Regions from separate parts of the Sus scrofa genome. Here region 2 is linked to region 1. The links are chromatin contacts, called in public Hi-C maps. All regions are on one chromosome and are shown on one strand. Each heading gives the region's core, a stretch centred on a gene start, on an enhancer-like site or on the middle of the called end of the contact. The rest is flanking DNA. Distances are from core to core; before and after follow the strand shown.

What was found. A called contact is a pair of places that touch in the nucleus more often than the background predicts.
Region 2: a Hi-C map of skeletal muscle shows a contact between it and region 1, with 2.3 times the contacts expected there. The contact joins the promoter of OXSM here to the promoter of TOP2B in region 1. A contact is called at or near these places in 2 of 5 promoter capture datasets (fetal skeletal muscle and liver), 15 of 47 Hi-C or Micro-C datasets (alveolar macrophages, blood, brain and 9 more) and 2 of 2 datasets of contacts at active chromatin or transcription factors (alveolar macrophages and skeletal muscle).

Annotation. Positions count from the first base shown.
Region 1 is chr13:12,573,555-12,576,925 of Sscrofa11.1, reverse strand. TOP2B (topoisomerase (DNA) II beta) reads left to right here and starts at 1,884. Exons shown (of 37, transcript NM_001258386.1): 1 at 1,884-1,943. The coding sequence starts at 1,884.
Region 2 is chr13:12,684,261-12,687,631 of Sscrofa11.1, reverse strand. It overlaps OXSM (3-oxoacyl-[acyl-carrier-protein] synthase, mitochondrial), which reads right to left and starts at 1,739. Exons shown (of 3, transcript XM_021071439.1): 1 at 1,634-1,739; 2 at 1-860. The coding sequence starts at 832.

The DNA of each region.
Region 1 (3,371 bases), core at 635-3,134:
AGGCTTCACTGTTCTGAACTAAAGTCCCAAATATGCCAAAATTACATGGCCACTAGAGAGCTAATTAAGAAAAACTGTGTTTAAATTATTTCCATGTTTCAGAGTTCCCCACCTCTTGGACTCAGAAGTCAGTTGAAAGATGTGACCTGAGCCATTTTTTGTTTTCCCTCGAGAGGAAATGCACAGTTGGAAGTTCACAAAAACACCTTTTCATAAGGCAGCAATAAAGTTTTCATCTTAAAAACTCTCTTGTCACAAGTATTTGGTGGCACTTCATGCCCTCAAGTACTCATTTGGTGACAGTTAACTCCCCTTTAGTCTGTTTCATGAGCCACGGTATAAATGGCTTGAAATTAGGGGACCCGTTACTGTCTCGAGCCCATGGCAGAGCCTGGCACACGATGGAGTTACATAGAAAAGCAGGGCAAAGTAAAGCCATCTTCCGTCTGCCAGACTATGGTGAGGCTGTGTGGGTAATTTCTTTCTTAGAAAGCTTCAATGTGCACGAAATCATTCCTTAGTGTGCATTTGAAAATTAAAAAATTAGAGCGCTTAGAGGCAGCGGGCACAGTTCTGGACAGAAGAGAATGAGACGTGACAGTGACATCTCTGCATTGTTCAGAGGAGAGAGAAGGTCATCAAAGGGTAGCATAGAACCTTCAACCCACCTGGCATTCTTTCCTGAGAACGTTCTCCGTGCCTCTGTTACCATTTAAGTTCTTTAAAAGCAGTTTTCCTGAAACTAAACCAGTTTTCTTTTGAGGTAAGGGAAGGACAGGGAGAAAAGAGATGGAGGAGGGGAAGGTCTGAGCAAGAATTCTTTTACAGCAGCGTCCACCCGGGGCTTGGGGAGCGGAGGTCATCGGCCCTCCTTGCACCAGCGATCTGCAACGTGCTGCCTGTGGTTTACAACCGCTCTTTAAAAATACTTTCCCCTTCGGGACGGCCTCCGGCTCCTTCCTGCCCCCGCCCCCCCTCCCGCCCCCGCGGCCCCAGGCAAAGAAGCTCCTTGGCTTCGCCAGCAGATCTTCAAAGGCACGCTTGAAGGATTAAAGACAACCAAAGACCAATTCGACCCCTTCCCTTTGCCGCCCTCCAACGACCCTTGACAGCAGCCCCTGCTCTCCCTTCAAATGGCCACACACACAAACAAAAAAGCCTCAAGTCTTCCCTTCGGTTGCTACCCGCAATGACGTGTGCCCTTGGGTGCCGCCCCTCCGGGGGCATAGAATTTTGTGATTGGTCGGCAGGTTGGCCAACAGGGCCCTATTGGACGCTGCGGCGTGACTGACAGCCGGCCGCCGCGCCCTCCCTCCCGCGGCCCCCCAGCCCTCCCCCAAGTGAGAGTGTGTGCGGTGTTATGCCGGACGAGAGGGAGGCGACCGCGGCAGCGGCGGATCTGCTCATTGTCCCTCTCGGCGACTGTGTGTGAGGAAGTCGGGCTGCCGATCCGCCGACGCAGGCGCCTTCTGTGGCAGCGGCCACCCGCTCCTGCTCCCCGGGCGGCGGCCTTCGAGGATCCTGAGGAAGGACCGGGCGCCTCCTCGTTCTCGCCACGTCCGGACGCCGGGTTGCCGGCCGCTCGCCGCCTGCGCTCGGGCCCCGGGCAGGAGGCCGCGCCGCCGCCCAGCTGCCGCCGCTGCCGCCCGCTTCCTGCTCGCGCGCCTCCGCCTGGGCGGCCGCGCTAGGCCCGGGCGGCGCGGCCGCGCGCCTCGAGTTTGAGGGCTGCGAGCGGCGCGGCCTCCTCGGCGGGCTCAGCTAGGCGAGCGCCCGGGCCTCGGCGATGGGGCGCGGGGGGCGGCGCCGCTAGGGCTCGGCGGCCGGGCGGTGGTGCGGAGCGGCAGCGCGGGAGGCGGCGCGGCTTCGGCCCGGGAGCGGGCGCCATGGCCAAGGCGGGCGGCGGAGGCGCGGGAGTCGGCGGCGACGCGGCGCTGACTTGGGTGGTGAGTGGCGGGCGGCGCGGGGGTCGGGGCGCGGCATTGTTCCCGGGCGGGGGCGGGGAAGTCCGGTCCTGAGCTGGGCCGGTCGGGGCTCCCGCTGCAGAACCTCAGCTCCCGCCCTTCTTTCTTCTCTGCCTCCGGAGGCTCGGGATTCGGGAGTGTCCTGTGCACTTGAAACTTTGGGGGACCAGCCAGGGACAGGACAGGCGCCCCGCCTCATCTTTCCAGGGCAGGCACCTGAGGTGATCCGATGGCAGTAATGCGTGTGTGTCCGTGTGGGTCAGCACTTTCTCCAATGTGCCCTAAAATAATCCCGGGGAGAGGGGCGCGCGCATATGTGTTGCAAATGCAACCATTCCTGACGCTCTGATCTCTCAAAAGAAGAATGGATTTGGTGGGGAATTCGGCTACAGCAGTTTTTTCACTGCGGTTCGGAGAGTCTTAGTCGACGGTGCATTCGGGGTGGCCCTTTCACAGCAGTTGATATACTGTAGATCGTCCATCTGTCACAGTGGGATTATTCCAAGAAGGGCTCACCTGCGTCAGCATCGCAGGTGAAACCGGGTGGGGGCTGAATGGAGATTGTTGGATTGGCGACCAAAGTCATTTGTTCAGGAGTTAAAGGGTTTTGGCGCTCACTTCCTGCCAGGAAGTAGTAGAGGAGGGAAGACCTAGAGAGGTCTGATTCCCACGGCGGATCGATAATTCACCCGCATTTCACTTGCTCAGCATAGAGTTCAGACCAGGGTCATTTCCTACACGCACGGAAAGTCCAGCTCAGCCAACTGACTAGGTATCCAGGAGAAAAATAAAACGCGTTGCGTTTCTCAGGGACTTTCAATGGACCTTCGCTTTTTCAAAACACCTAGGTAAACTTTCAAATTGGCATTTTTTATTAAGTTCTTCATTTTTCTCTTTGTTTGGATGAGCTTTAGGTGAGTCGAGTAGCAGTTCTGCTGTATTGGCAAGTATTCTTTGTAACAAGCATGTTACTGATAACAAAAATATTTTAACTGTTCATGTTTGTATGCCAAGATGCTTTGCAAAATAACTCGCCAGACTCTTATTGTTGGATCTCGCCAAATTCTGTAGGTTATTTCAGTAATGTAGTATGAACAGACTAGAGCCAGGAGGGATAAAATGTCAGATAATAAGTTAACAGTCCATGTGAACATGAGGTGGAGGAGGCATGCATAAATGGAAAAGAAGCATTTTCTAAAATTGATGGCCTTTAGCCTTGTTACTGAAATCAAACAACTTCTGAAAATGAACTTAGCCAGATGGGTCTCATTCACTGTTTGGGAGTGTTGAGGCCTGATCAGTGTTTCCTTTGAGGACCTCTGATTCTCTGTAATGGTATAAACATTTTGCTCCGAGATTGAATTGGTTAGCTTTACCATTTAATAGCAGTATTTTAGTTTACTGTCACCT
Region 2 (3,371 bases), core at 490-2,989, 110 kb before region 1:
CCATGACAAAACCATCTCTCTTTGGATGAAATGGTCGACATGCCAACGCAGGATCAGAGTTTGTGCTCAGAGCCCGGGCTCTGGAAAACCCCGCAAGTGATAAGGGGCTAATGCAAGAATCTGTACCTCCAGCCACCATCACATCAGCATCGCCATGGGCTATAAATCTAAAAGAGTCTCCCACTGCATGAGCTCCTGTGGTACAGGCTGTGGATACTGCATGATTGGGGCCTTTGAGTTTATATCGAATGCTGACCTGGCCTGCTGCCATACTGACCAGAATCTTAGGGACAAAGAATGGGCTGACTTTATTGTAACCTTTCATCTGAAACATCAAAGCAGTTTCAGAAATAACTTCTAGAGGAACCATTCCCATGCCAATTGCAACACCTGTAGCCACTTGATCAGCTTCTGACTGAGGATGCCAGCAGGAGTCTTTCATGGCTAACTCTGCAGCCCCAATGGCCATAATGGTGGGAGAAGACATGGACTTGATGTCTGATTTGGGCACAAAGTTTTGTTCATTGAATTGACCTTCATCACAACCTCTTGGCACATAAGCAGCCACACTGCAAGGAATACTCTTATACTCTTCACCAACCAGCGAAACGATTCCACTCTCTCCCTGGATAAGACGATCCCATACCAGTTGAGTTCCAACACCAAGAGGAGTTACTAAGCCAATGCCTGTAATGACAACACGCCTGCGCGATCTGGATGTTGGTACAGTTCCAAAAAACTTCCTTTCACTAATTACTCGCTGGTACAATCTTGTATATATTAGACGAGGGTTTGCCATTTTCAGGAAATTTTGCAAGCAGTTTGACAGCATGGTTGAGATTTAGATATCGGCAAATTTCCTGTAAAAAATCACAACACTATGCTTGACAGGTTCTCACTGTTGTTTAAATAGCTTAAAAGCCTATGAAACAATATCTGAGGTGTTTTTTCAGGTGCTCCATGTGAGCTGCTAAGGAGTACAGGTAAAATAAGGTTACGTGATTTTAATTTATACTTGTCATCAAACTGCCTGTTTGGAATACACTCGTTTTTGACTCTAAGTACCCTCAGACATTCCAAGATAAAGAGGTGAAAAGATGATTCTTTCGATTCAACACAACAGAACTACAGAATGAGAATGTATGGCACTGCTAGCCTGGTACAGGCTGCAGGAAGCATCCTTTTTCAGGATCGCCGAGGCCTTATTATAAGCAGTATTTCTGGAGTGGGTGGCACAAAACACATTTCAGGGCCTATTCTTTGGGGTAGGGAGTGGATTTTTTTTGATCTTCAACATGGAGGTAAAAGAGGGTTCCCGGTACCCGAAGGTCAAAGGCGGGCGGGGGAAGGTGGGGAGGCGCGGGAGGGGGGGAACGGGAGAGGGGGAACGGGAGGGGGGGAGGCGCCGGAGGGGTGGATGGCGCCGGAGGGTGGGGAGGCGCCGGAGGGTGGGGAGGCGCGGGAGGGGGCGGGGTGATGTGTGGCCGACTCCACGCACAGCCCTCGGCACCCGAGAAAGCATGGCAAGAGGAGGAGAAACCAGACCCACGTCCTCCATGCTCCTCTCCCCCAGCAACCCCGACCAGATCAGGCGATGCAGGGGGGGAGGAAGAGAGCAGCGAGCAGTGGGTACCTGAACCTCGTCTCCCGCCGCCCGCGTAGCCGCGGTTCTCGACGCACGCGCAGGCCCGCGGGGGGCGCGCGCGCGCACACACGTCCCGCGAGGGGACGCGCACGCACACACGCACACACGCACCCCTGACGTCCTCGTGGTGGGCCGGGTTCCCTTCCTCTGCGTCACCTTGGCGGAGGTCAGACAGTGGAGGAGGCCTAACCCCTGGGCTTCCAGGGCTGAAAAGTCCGTCGCGCAGCCCCAGCGGGTGGAGGACAAGCTAGAACGTGCGCACAGTGCGGGGAAATAGCCTACTATCAAAAAGGGAATTTTTTTTTTTTTTTCTACCAATCATGTCCACATATTCCGCCGTTGTGGGAAAAGGGACGCCATCATAGTCTCTTGGAATTCTAGGGAAGAATAAAGAAGTTACTGTATCCTTAAGAGCTATTGCTGTATCTTCCAAAGCTGTTTATAGTAGGAAAGTAGAACTAACCAAGATACCCATCATTAGGAAATCGGTTGTGTACTTTGCGGTACATCGAAATACTGTGCACCCATTTAAAATAATTTTATAAGTGAATATTTATTAATGTGGAAACTGTTAGGAGTTACAAGTCGTAACTTGTATTTTTCCATTTTCAAAAAAAAGCGATTTTTTTTGGGGGGGGGGACTCTGCAAGCATGTACAAGGATCATGATGTTTTTCTTATTTTGGGGAGTTCCCGTCGTGGTGCAGTGGTTAACGAATCCGGCTAGGAGCCATGAGGTTGCGGGTTCGGTCCCTGCCCTTGCTCAGTGGGTTAACAATCCGGCGTTGCCGTGAGCTGTGGTGTAGGTTGCAGACGCGGCTCGGATCCCGCGTGGCTGTGGCTCTGGCGTAGGCCGGTGGCTACATCTCCGATTAGACCCCTAGCCTGGGAACCTCCATATGCTGCGAGAGCGGCCGAAGAAAAGACCAAAAAAAAAAAAAAAAGCGATTTTGGGGGGGGGATCCTGCAAGCATGTACAAGGATCGTGATGTTTTTCTTATTTTTGCTTAGCTTTATTTACTCTCTTCTGCAGTATACAAATAATGCTTTTGTAATATAAAGTTACTTTTACATTTAAAAAATTATTTTCAGATGTGGGGCAGTGCTCAAAATACCACACCCAATGTCTGACAAGAATGGAGACATTGATTTGTTTTTGAAAACTTTAATAACATTCATTTGTTCAGAGTTGACTGAATCTACTAAGGGAAAAAAACCATGAAAATATAAAGAAGCAAGAAATCAGCAATGTAATATTTATTTAGATGACCATTTGTTGCTCACATGCTGTCCCAGGTGTGAGTTTTGTGTCATTTTTCCATATGGTCTAAAGGGTTGACCCTGTAATCTACACCTAAACCTCCCAGCATATTTGTTTCTTTCTAAGCAATGTCTTTTGAAGCAATTGTTTCTATGTACAGTGTTTTGCATTCTTTCCCAGCTCTAAAGAATTTGGGAGCTTAGCTTTTCCTGGTTAATACAGAATTTAAGTATATATGGAAATAGACTTTTTCTAAAATGGTTAAAAGAAGACTTGAGTCATCTTTAATCCAAGGCCTCTTCAGTCACCTCTTAGCCTGGCCTTCCTTCAGTGACAACAGAGTTACCTTAAAAGGAAAGTACAATTAAAACTTAACGATCAGAACCCAGACTTGCTCTCTCCTCTCTTTGTTGCTACACAATATTTTAAAATCATGGTGTGAAAAGACCTACAATGTTTTCTTTTA